Regions from separate parts of the Rattus norvegicus genome. Here region 1 is linked to region 2. A link is a contact called in public Hi-C data. All regions are on one chromosome and are shown on one strand. The core of a region is the stretch at or near the end of the contact, and the rest is flanking DNA. Distances in the headings are between cores, read along the strand shown.

Region 1 (4,080 bases), core at 3-2,502, 160 kb after region 2:
AGGGCACAGTGTACAGCCACCACTAAAATAAAGGAGTCCTCGGCTTTTTTAGATTCCAACGACGTATAAAAAGTGATTCTCTCTGCATTTAAAAGCCCGATTTTTTTTTTTCAATGAAAGCCTTCAGGTACACAGACTCTGGTTCTCTTATCAGACAAATCCGACCTAGACTCCAGAGAGTAAGGCAAAGTGGACGTGTCAGGCTTGCATCTCTGGTAAGCATGTGGACCAAGGAGGGGAAACGGATCCTCAGACTGCCAGCCAGGCCTGGTTTTTACAGTGGTACAGCCTATCAGCCTGTGCCTCTGCCTCTTCAAGCTAGGGGTTACCCTGGATGATTTCCAGGGAGCCTTCTGGCTCCCTTGATCTGTATGAATCAGCTTTCCAAACTGGTTCCTTGTGTATACGTTACAGAAACCCTGGCAACCAGGGATCCTGGAGAAGAAGCAGGCCACCGCCCACCTCTTGGTCCATGTCTGCGCTTGGCAGCCAAGGTATGTCCCAAAGGATGACGTGACTGCTCCAGCTCAAGAGTGGACCTCTCCCCCTCCCCTGACACACACCCAGTCCATCTGGAGACAGGAAATGCTGGCATGGAGGATGCCATGGAAATCAGAGTGGGTGGACAAGGAAGGTGGTCTCTCTGACGACGGGGAGGGGCAGGTGTGGCTTGGCATTGGATATTTCTCTGTTTAACCCCTTTCCCACCTCTGGGAGTCAACGCCTACCAGTGGTCCTTCCTCAGGGCCAGACTTGACTATCTGGACTTATAGTAGTAAGCTAGCTCCTCAGGGGACCCTCTGGATCCATCCTAGGAACGTTTTGCACTCACCCTAGTTTCCTTGGTCATCACTATTGGAGTCGGCTCGCGCAGTCTGGTGTGGTGATCACTCAATGTCTCTGCGTCCTCGGACAAGATGCCTAACTAATCTCCCCGACCTCAGTGCCTAACCTGAGAAATGGGGGGCAGCAGTGTGCGCCTAAAAGAGGGTCACCGCGCAGTCCCATCTACATTCTGCGGAGTTGCAGCCGTTTGCACAGTCGGCAACTCCTGGCTCAGGACCCCAGCTCCAGCTGTTCGAGCCGCCGGTTACGTAAGCCGACCACGGCCGTCCAGGTCCGCGCCACCGCCCAGCGCCGAGCCGCCGCCCAGCGCCGCGCCACTCACCGCTTCGCAGCGTCCACCCGCGCGTCGGTCCTTTGCTCGACCCGTCACTTGGTGCGCTCGGCCTGCGCCGCAGCCGCCCGGAGCCGCTAGTCACTGTAGCGCCGCTGCCACCGCGTCGCCCTCCGCTGTCACATAGTGGAAAACGTGACCGCGCGCGTTGAGCCCGCCCCTCCGCGCGCCATTGGTCGCGGCGCCGCATCATTTGCATACTGGTGGGGCGGAACCTGAGAGTTCCGCGCATCGATTGGTAAAGACGCCCGTCGCTCTCTTTACATAAGACGCACATGGAACTCCATGTTCGCCGCCCCGGTTCCTCAATGAAGACGTTGCGCACTCTTGCGCCCCCCTGCGCCCTGGCGAGTAGGCTCGTCCACTTCCGGCCTGCGGGACTTCCATTCACCTGGCATGGCGGTGGCCCGCTCGTGCAGCCGGGAGTGGCGCGTACCATTGCGGCGCGGGGGGGAAGGTTCTTGGCTGCTGCGCCACTCACGGCCGGCGGAGTCCCAGGCCACCGGCCTACCACCTGCAGCGACGTGAGCAGCCTCAGCAATCTGAGGGATCGAGAAAGCTCTCATCCGACACCTTTCGCTCACCCAGCCCAGTTCATTCATTTCCTCTCCCATTCATTCATGGCGAGGCGCCGGAGGACAAATAGGGCGGCCCCTCTGGATCTGCTGCTGCGCACCTATGCAGGACAGCCTGGTTGACCCCAGGCCAGGACCCCAGGCTGATGGTCGTCCTACGTGGGCCAGAGCACATCGCTCCCACTTAGCCTTTCTTGTTTTTGAAATCGCGTGTTGCCAGATTGTGTTGATTCAGGAAATAAGGTCATGAGTGCGGTGCAGAGATACAAAGGAAAGAAGTGATTTCTTCCTGCCCTCAATGGCATAGGGAGAAAAGACTGGCATTCTGTAGGGAAGCTTAACCAAATGCGGTGGTGTAGTTTATTAACCTTACAGGGTATGTGGAAGCGGAGCACTTGAGAATGGGGTAGATGGGACATGCATCTGGAACAGCAGGGCTTTTCTGAGGTGGAAGCTATAGACACTCGCTAGTCAGGGGAGGGAATTCCCCGGGGACAGGACAACCTTGCTCTTGTGGAACCTTGGCTGAACCTACTTGGCTCTTTCAAGAGTACTGTCTGGAAGACTATTAAGCATTCAGTCCAAAGGGTCAAAGGAGGGAGTAGAACTTTCCCTGGAACTGGTTTGAGGCCCAAGACTTACCTGTCTGACATAGACATTTTAAAGGCTCTGGAAGTGTAGGGTGTGATGGGGGAGGCAAGGTTGTCATGTCTTTGAAGGGTGCAAAGGTTACTCGTCGTGGCCTAGGAACTCGAAGCCTAGTAGCACCCGCTATTCTGAATCTTCCCCAGGTGTGTCCTAGGAACTAGGAATGGAAAGAAGGCAAACACTATCAACCAAGTCTGTGAACAAACTGAGTTGCTGGTGCACACAGCCAGCTAACCCACATTCAAAAATCCCTGTGAGTGAGGCTCTTCTTTCTGTCTGCCTGGCAGGACAGGCATGCAATTCCTCAGATGCGGGGGAGGGGGGTGGGTGGGAGGGCAGGCAGAGACTAAGTTCTTTTCGGCAGCCCATCCTGAAGGAGCCCTGGGAAGCCAGATGTTGACTCACACTGCAGGGGGCAGGGCAGCACCTCTGGTTCCTCTGACATTGACACCTCACCACACTCCCCAACAGGCACAAACACTGAGCAGAGCTGGGCCAAGCTGCACTCTGCACACACCCAAAGGGCCTTTTGTTTCCTCACTTTCATTGACGTCAATGGTGGCTGCATTGTTCTGGAAACAAGAGTACACAGCTCATCCACCTGGCAAAGTCTTCTTCATGTTCAGCTCTTTCTTGTCTTGCACCACATTTGGCCTGCAATGTAATGTCACGGTTTCTCCTTACATTTAGCCTTTGCTATTTCCACCAGTAAATATTCTCGAAAGCCATAGAAATCAATTCTTTCGGAAACTCAATACTGTGGAGACTCTAGAACTCTTTGGGATCTATTTTGTCTTCGGTTTCTCACTCGGTTGGATTCTCCTTTCCAATATATTCATATATGCCACGAACATTTGCTAACACCTGAGTTTGGAGAGAAATGCAAAGTGAACCTCCTCCTCCCCCTCCCCTCTCCTCCTCCTCCTTCTCTCCTCCCCTCCTCCTTCTCTCCTCCTCCTTTTCTTCTTCTCTCCTCCTCCTCTTCCTCCTCCTCCTTTCTTCCTTCCTCCTTCTTCTCCTTCCTTTCCTCTTCCCTCCTCCTCCTCCTCCTCCTCCTCCTCCTCCTCCTCCTCCTCCTTCTATTTTTAAGACAGTATTTTACCCTGTATCCCACATTACCTTGAGTTATAGATTGTTGTGAGCTGCCCAATGGGTGCTGGGAACCACAACCTGAAGGGCAATAAGTTTTTTTAACTGCTAAGCTATCTCTTCAGCCCTGAAGATACAGTTTTAAAAGAAGCCTCCTCTCAGCCTAAAACTATTTGCTGTCATGTCACGCAAGAAGAGATTGAAGCATCAGCTTTCCTGGTAATAAGGTCATATAAGAAAAGCCAATGGCCTGACTGAGATGAGAGCTGTGACTTTTGGTGGGGGTGGGTAGTCTGTGAATGACAGTTCTCAGAGTTGGTGCTGTAGATCAAACCTGTGCCTTGGGAACTTGGGAATTGGGTTGCAGGTCGAGGTTTCCCAAGACTCTTTCCAGGGTTTGAGCTTCTTTCCAGGGTTTTGTGGCCACTGGTGTCCCTCACAGTTTTGAAGGAGTCTACAGGAAGACAGCCATCACAAGACAACTGTGTCCAGGGGGTGAGGTGCTCCCCATGTCTTGAGTACCCTTTATGCCTGAGATATTACCCAATGTCTGAGGCAATGCCCTGTATCACTTCCTTTTATTTTCTTATA
Region 2 (4,319 bases), core at 871-3,370:
ACATGCAATGCAAGGCTTTTTCTTGATTTGAATCAGTTCAGTAAAGACAGTGATGTTTTTCCCTGTGTTGCAAGAGCACCAAGCAGTCATGTACATGATCAATATGAGTGAAATAATGAAAAATAATTCCACGATAGCAATGTTAAAAGAACAGAATAGTTGATTTGGTAAACACTGGGGCTTCCTTAGTATGTCCGAAGCTCTCGGTTCCATTGTTATTACCACAAACATAATCAAAAGAGTATAAGTTTTATGCCCTGAGGACTAAAAAGCATCACCAAAAGAGACAAGAGATCTAAAGTGTAAAACCTATCCTGTGTCCACGACTCTGAATGGGAGTGGAGAGGTAGCCCCCACTAGCCATCCATACTGCACTCTCTCGTCCTCCTCAGCCTTTGTGGAGTCTCACCCACACTGAAAGGTGCAGGTCCAGTACAAGCCCACCCTGGTGGGCAAGCGCAGCACTAGCCTCCAACCCTATCTGGAGCTAGGCTGCTGCTGTGTCCCCCACTGTCCCACACATCCCAGCACTTTTCTTCCACTAACTTAGCAGCAACAGGTGAAGCCACTGGTTCTCGTGTTGGCTGACAGCCCAGGGGGATGGTGAAGTCCTGGTTGGGCAGAAAGACAAGTATATGGTCACTCTTGGGCCTCAACAACAGCTGGCCAAGTTCAGTGTATGGGACACCAGCATTCGGGAGGAGTTTGGAGCTCGAGGATTGGCTACTACATGCAAGCCACATGATGGAAGCTATGATGTATATAATTATAGTGTCTGATGTAACATCAAGAATGTGTTAAACCGTCACAGGGATCTGGTACAGGTATGTGAAAACATCACTGTTGTGTGACAACCAAGTCAACGTTAAGGACAGAAAGTGAAGGCAAAACCTGCCTAGGATGGTCCAGATTAACTAAGATAAGGACGACAATCTGAGGAAAAGGGAAGCTGGAGCCCGAGTCTAGTTTCATAGAGGACTGCCTGGGATGCAGCCAGCTCAGCACCTCTTAACCGTCCCTCAGCTAAGTAGACAGGTGTTCAGTTCTGCATGCTGGCAAGGATGGGCGGGGGAGGATGGCTGGGATTAAAGGGCCTGTGCTACCACCGCCCTGCTTTGCATCTTTCAATTGTTTAAGATTTTTATGTGTATGACTCTGCATGTATATGTATTTGTCTGCACTTATATACAAGCACCATGTGCATGCCTGGTGACTGTAAAGGCCAAAAGAGGCCATCAGTTCCCCTGGAACTGGAGTTACACTTGTGAGTTGTTGTGTGGGTTCTGGGCCCTCTGCCTTCATTCTTCCACAATTTCAACAGCTCGGCTTAGCTCAGGCCCTCTGATCCTCAAAAGTATCAACTCCCGACTTTCTTTTTTTACTTTAAAATTTTTATTAGATTTTAAATTTACACTTTAAATGTTATCCCCTTTCCAGGTTTTCCATCCAGAAAACTGCTATTCCATCTCCCCACCCACCCCGCTTCTGTGAGTGTGCTCCCTCATCCACCCATCCACTCCCTCCCACCTCCCCGCCCTGGCATTCCCCTACACTGGAGCCTTGACAGGACCAAGGGCCTGTCCTCCCATTGATGCCGGACAAGGCCATCCTCTGCTACATAACGCATGACTTTCTAATTTCACGTAATGAAATCATGCGGGAAGACGGATCTATGGAATCCTATGTCCAGCGGGCCCTTAGGTCTACAAGTACTGGCTGCCAACCTTTCCAGGCGCTCAGTCTTGGCTGCTATGGTGCCTCTCACTGCACCGCGCATCCTAGCGCTTTTTCTTCCACCGACTTTGCGGTGGCAGGTGAAGTCCCTTCTGTCACTGGTGACAGCCCAGGGAGGTGGGCTCCCAGGACACAGTGCCACACAGTGCCAGTAACTGGAGCGCCCAGATCACTCGCCTGGAGCAGCGCGCGCTTTGCGGGAGGCCGGTTAGATTGGACCGGCTGCCGGGTGGCCCTACTAATGTCTTCAGCTCCGCCCCACTGCCACCTGACCCCTCATGACCAATCAACCAGTCAGGGGCGGAGGCAGGGCCCGTGCGGCTCGCAGATTGGCTGAAGCGCGACACGCAGCCAATGCGGATACCCTGGGAGCCGAGCACCCCATCGGAGTCTAAGGGGTGCTCAGTCTTGGGGTTACCGGCCAGCGATCAGGGAGATGGACGTGGCGCGGAATGGCGCGCGGGGCAGTGTGGAGAGCCCGCCCAACAGGTGCGCTCCCTCTGGGGATCCCGCAAGGCCTGAGGACACTTGGGGGACCTCAGTGAGGGTATGGTGAGGCGGGGGAAAGGAGTCCCAGAGACAGACAGAAGCGTCCGGCCACACGACCCGGGAGAGAACAGGCTACCACCAAAGCTAAGGGCACAAGGGGATCCGCGGGTGACAACTGTGCCGTGTGGCCGCATCATCCTCCCGTGTTTCGGGCTCCTTCCCAGGGAATGATGTCTTAGAGGCTGGAGCTGACAGCCAAATCGCAATTATCTGCATTTTACAAGAATCGCTGCTGCTTAGAGACTAAGGCAGCGTGGCTGTGGGACAGGGGAGAACTTTGGGGACGATCTCTAAGGCCCATTTGACCGCCCTGAGGTGAAAAGTGGACTTTGGGGAGGGAGCCTTAGGGTCACCAGGACAGTGGGGGAGACCTACATTCTCTTGCTGTCCACAGGGCTGCGGGACCTCCTCCCCTGGCGCGCAAGGAGCAGGGGTGATGTGTCGGTCCTGGTTCCTCTCTTCAACCTAGGAATGCATCACACCAAAAGCCCCCTCCCCACCCCCATTTCAATTTTTTTCTTTCTCTTTTTTCTTTTTTCCCCCGTCCCTCCTCCACCCCAGCCCCACAAGGCCTTGCTATGTAGTCCAGGCTACTACTGCCTCCTCCCACCTGGGTTACAGGTTTGCCGTCTCATTTTTTTTCTCATCGTCTGTGCTCACGTCTAGGATGTGAAATATCTGTCTCTCTTTAAAAAATTGAGTCTTGCTGGATGTGGTGAGACTTGCCTATAATCCTAACTTGGAGAGTGGAGGATTGTGATTTGGAGGCCAGCCTAGATTACCCAGTGAGAACCTATCTTATAAAGGCCTAGGCCTGGTGGTTTGAGCCTTCACTAGATATCCATTAAGCAGTTTCACTTTCTCTAGGAAGTTGCTAATGACAGAGTCAATCACTGGTAAAATGCAAGCCATAAAACAGTTGAGCCAAGCTACTGATGGGAAAACCACAGTCACTCAGCAGACCTGTGGGTGTGTAGCTCTTTGGAGGACTGACTTGGAGCAGGACAAAGCCTGCAGCAATGTGAATTCCAGCCCCAGGGTGATCAGGCACACCTTCCATGACCCCAAGCTTTGCAAGGTCAGGTGACTCTTTGGGGCTTAAAGCAAAGATAGGAGATCAAAGCTTCACCCTGCCTGTTCTGTGCTCTTGCGGGCCTAGTGGGGCACTATGTTCCGGCTCACCAGAGCATTGGCTTGAACACTGGTTGGACTTAAAACCAAGTGAAATACTGACTGTTTTCAGACCTGATTGCCTACCGTGGAGTTTTCTGAAGGTCTGTGACCCTGGTGAGAACACAAAAAGATAACTCTCTTTAGTGAGGGTCTCTGGGGCTTTGCACTGGGTGTCCTCTGGATGAAGCCCCTGCGGGAAGACAAACCCTGCTTGTTCCTGGAGCTACTCGTCACTTGTTCCCTAGAGAGGGCACTAAGCATGTGACTCTTGGGTCAGAAGATGAAGGGGACCACAGGGGAAGACTGGAATGAGGGGAGGGAAGGAAGGAAGAGGGCCAAGCTGCGGCCTGCAGTTTCAGACAGAACCTTGGAGCCTCACCCAAGCAGATACGCTGAAGCAGGGGGTGGAGCCAGGAAAACTGAAAATTCGAATTGCCCCAGGGAAAGGCCTGTGTGGTGAAAGTTGAGGAGAAATCTACTGCAAAGACACAGGGCAGAGCTCTTAGAGGCAGCTCCTGAAGGACTCGCAGGAGCAGATGGCTCCAAGTTGTTGGGAAATTCCCCAAGGGAATGTGGGGCTCCCCAGCCATGGGAAGTTCTTTCCTCCCTCTTCCTCCCTCCCTTCCTGGAGTTGGGCCTCAGATCTGGCCTCCAGCCTCCAGCTGTCAGTCAACCTTGTGCTAGGGGAGATTATGACCATCTTGTATGGGGCAGCTACTGGCTGATTGGAAACCATGGTGTCTCCCATCTGGAAGGAGAACATGGAGAACTGAAGCCTGTGCTGACCTGTCTGTCCTACCTGGGCCTTCACTCTGGATGCAAAGGACCCGAGCTGTGGACTCCCAAAAGAGTGTTGCTGCCTA

The links. Hi-C and Micro-C count contacts between places; a contact is called where the count stands out from the background.
Region 1: a Hi-C map of liver shows a contact between it and region 2, with 1.7 times the contacts expected there. The contact joins the promoter of Per2 here to the promoter of Scly in region 2. A contact is called at or near these places in 2 of 12 Hi-C or Micro-C datasets (both in liver).

What each region holds. Positions count from the first base shown.
Region 1 is chr9:99,495,741-99,499,820 of GRCr8, forward strand. Per2 (period circadian regulator 2) reads right to left here and starts at 1,253. Exons shown (of 23, transcript NM_031678.2): 1 at 1,169-1,253.
Region 2 is chr9:99,335,754-99,340,072 of GRCr8, forward strand. It overlaps Scly (selenocysteine lyase), which reads left to right and starts at 2,121. Exons shown (of 12, transcript NM_001007755.2): 1 at 2,121-2,223. The coding sequence starts at 2,171.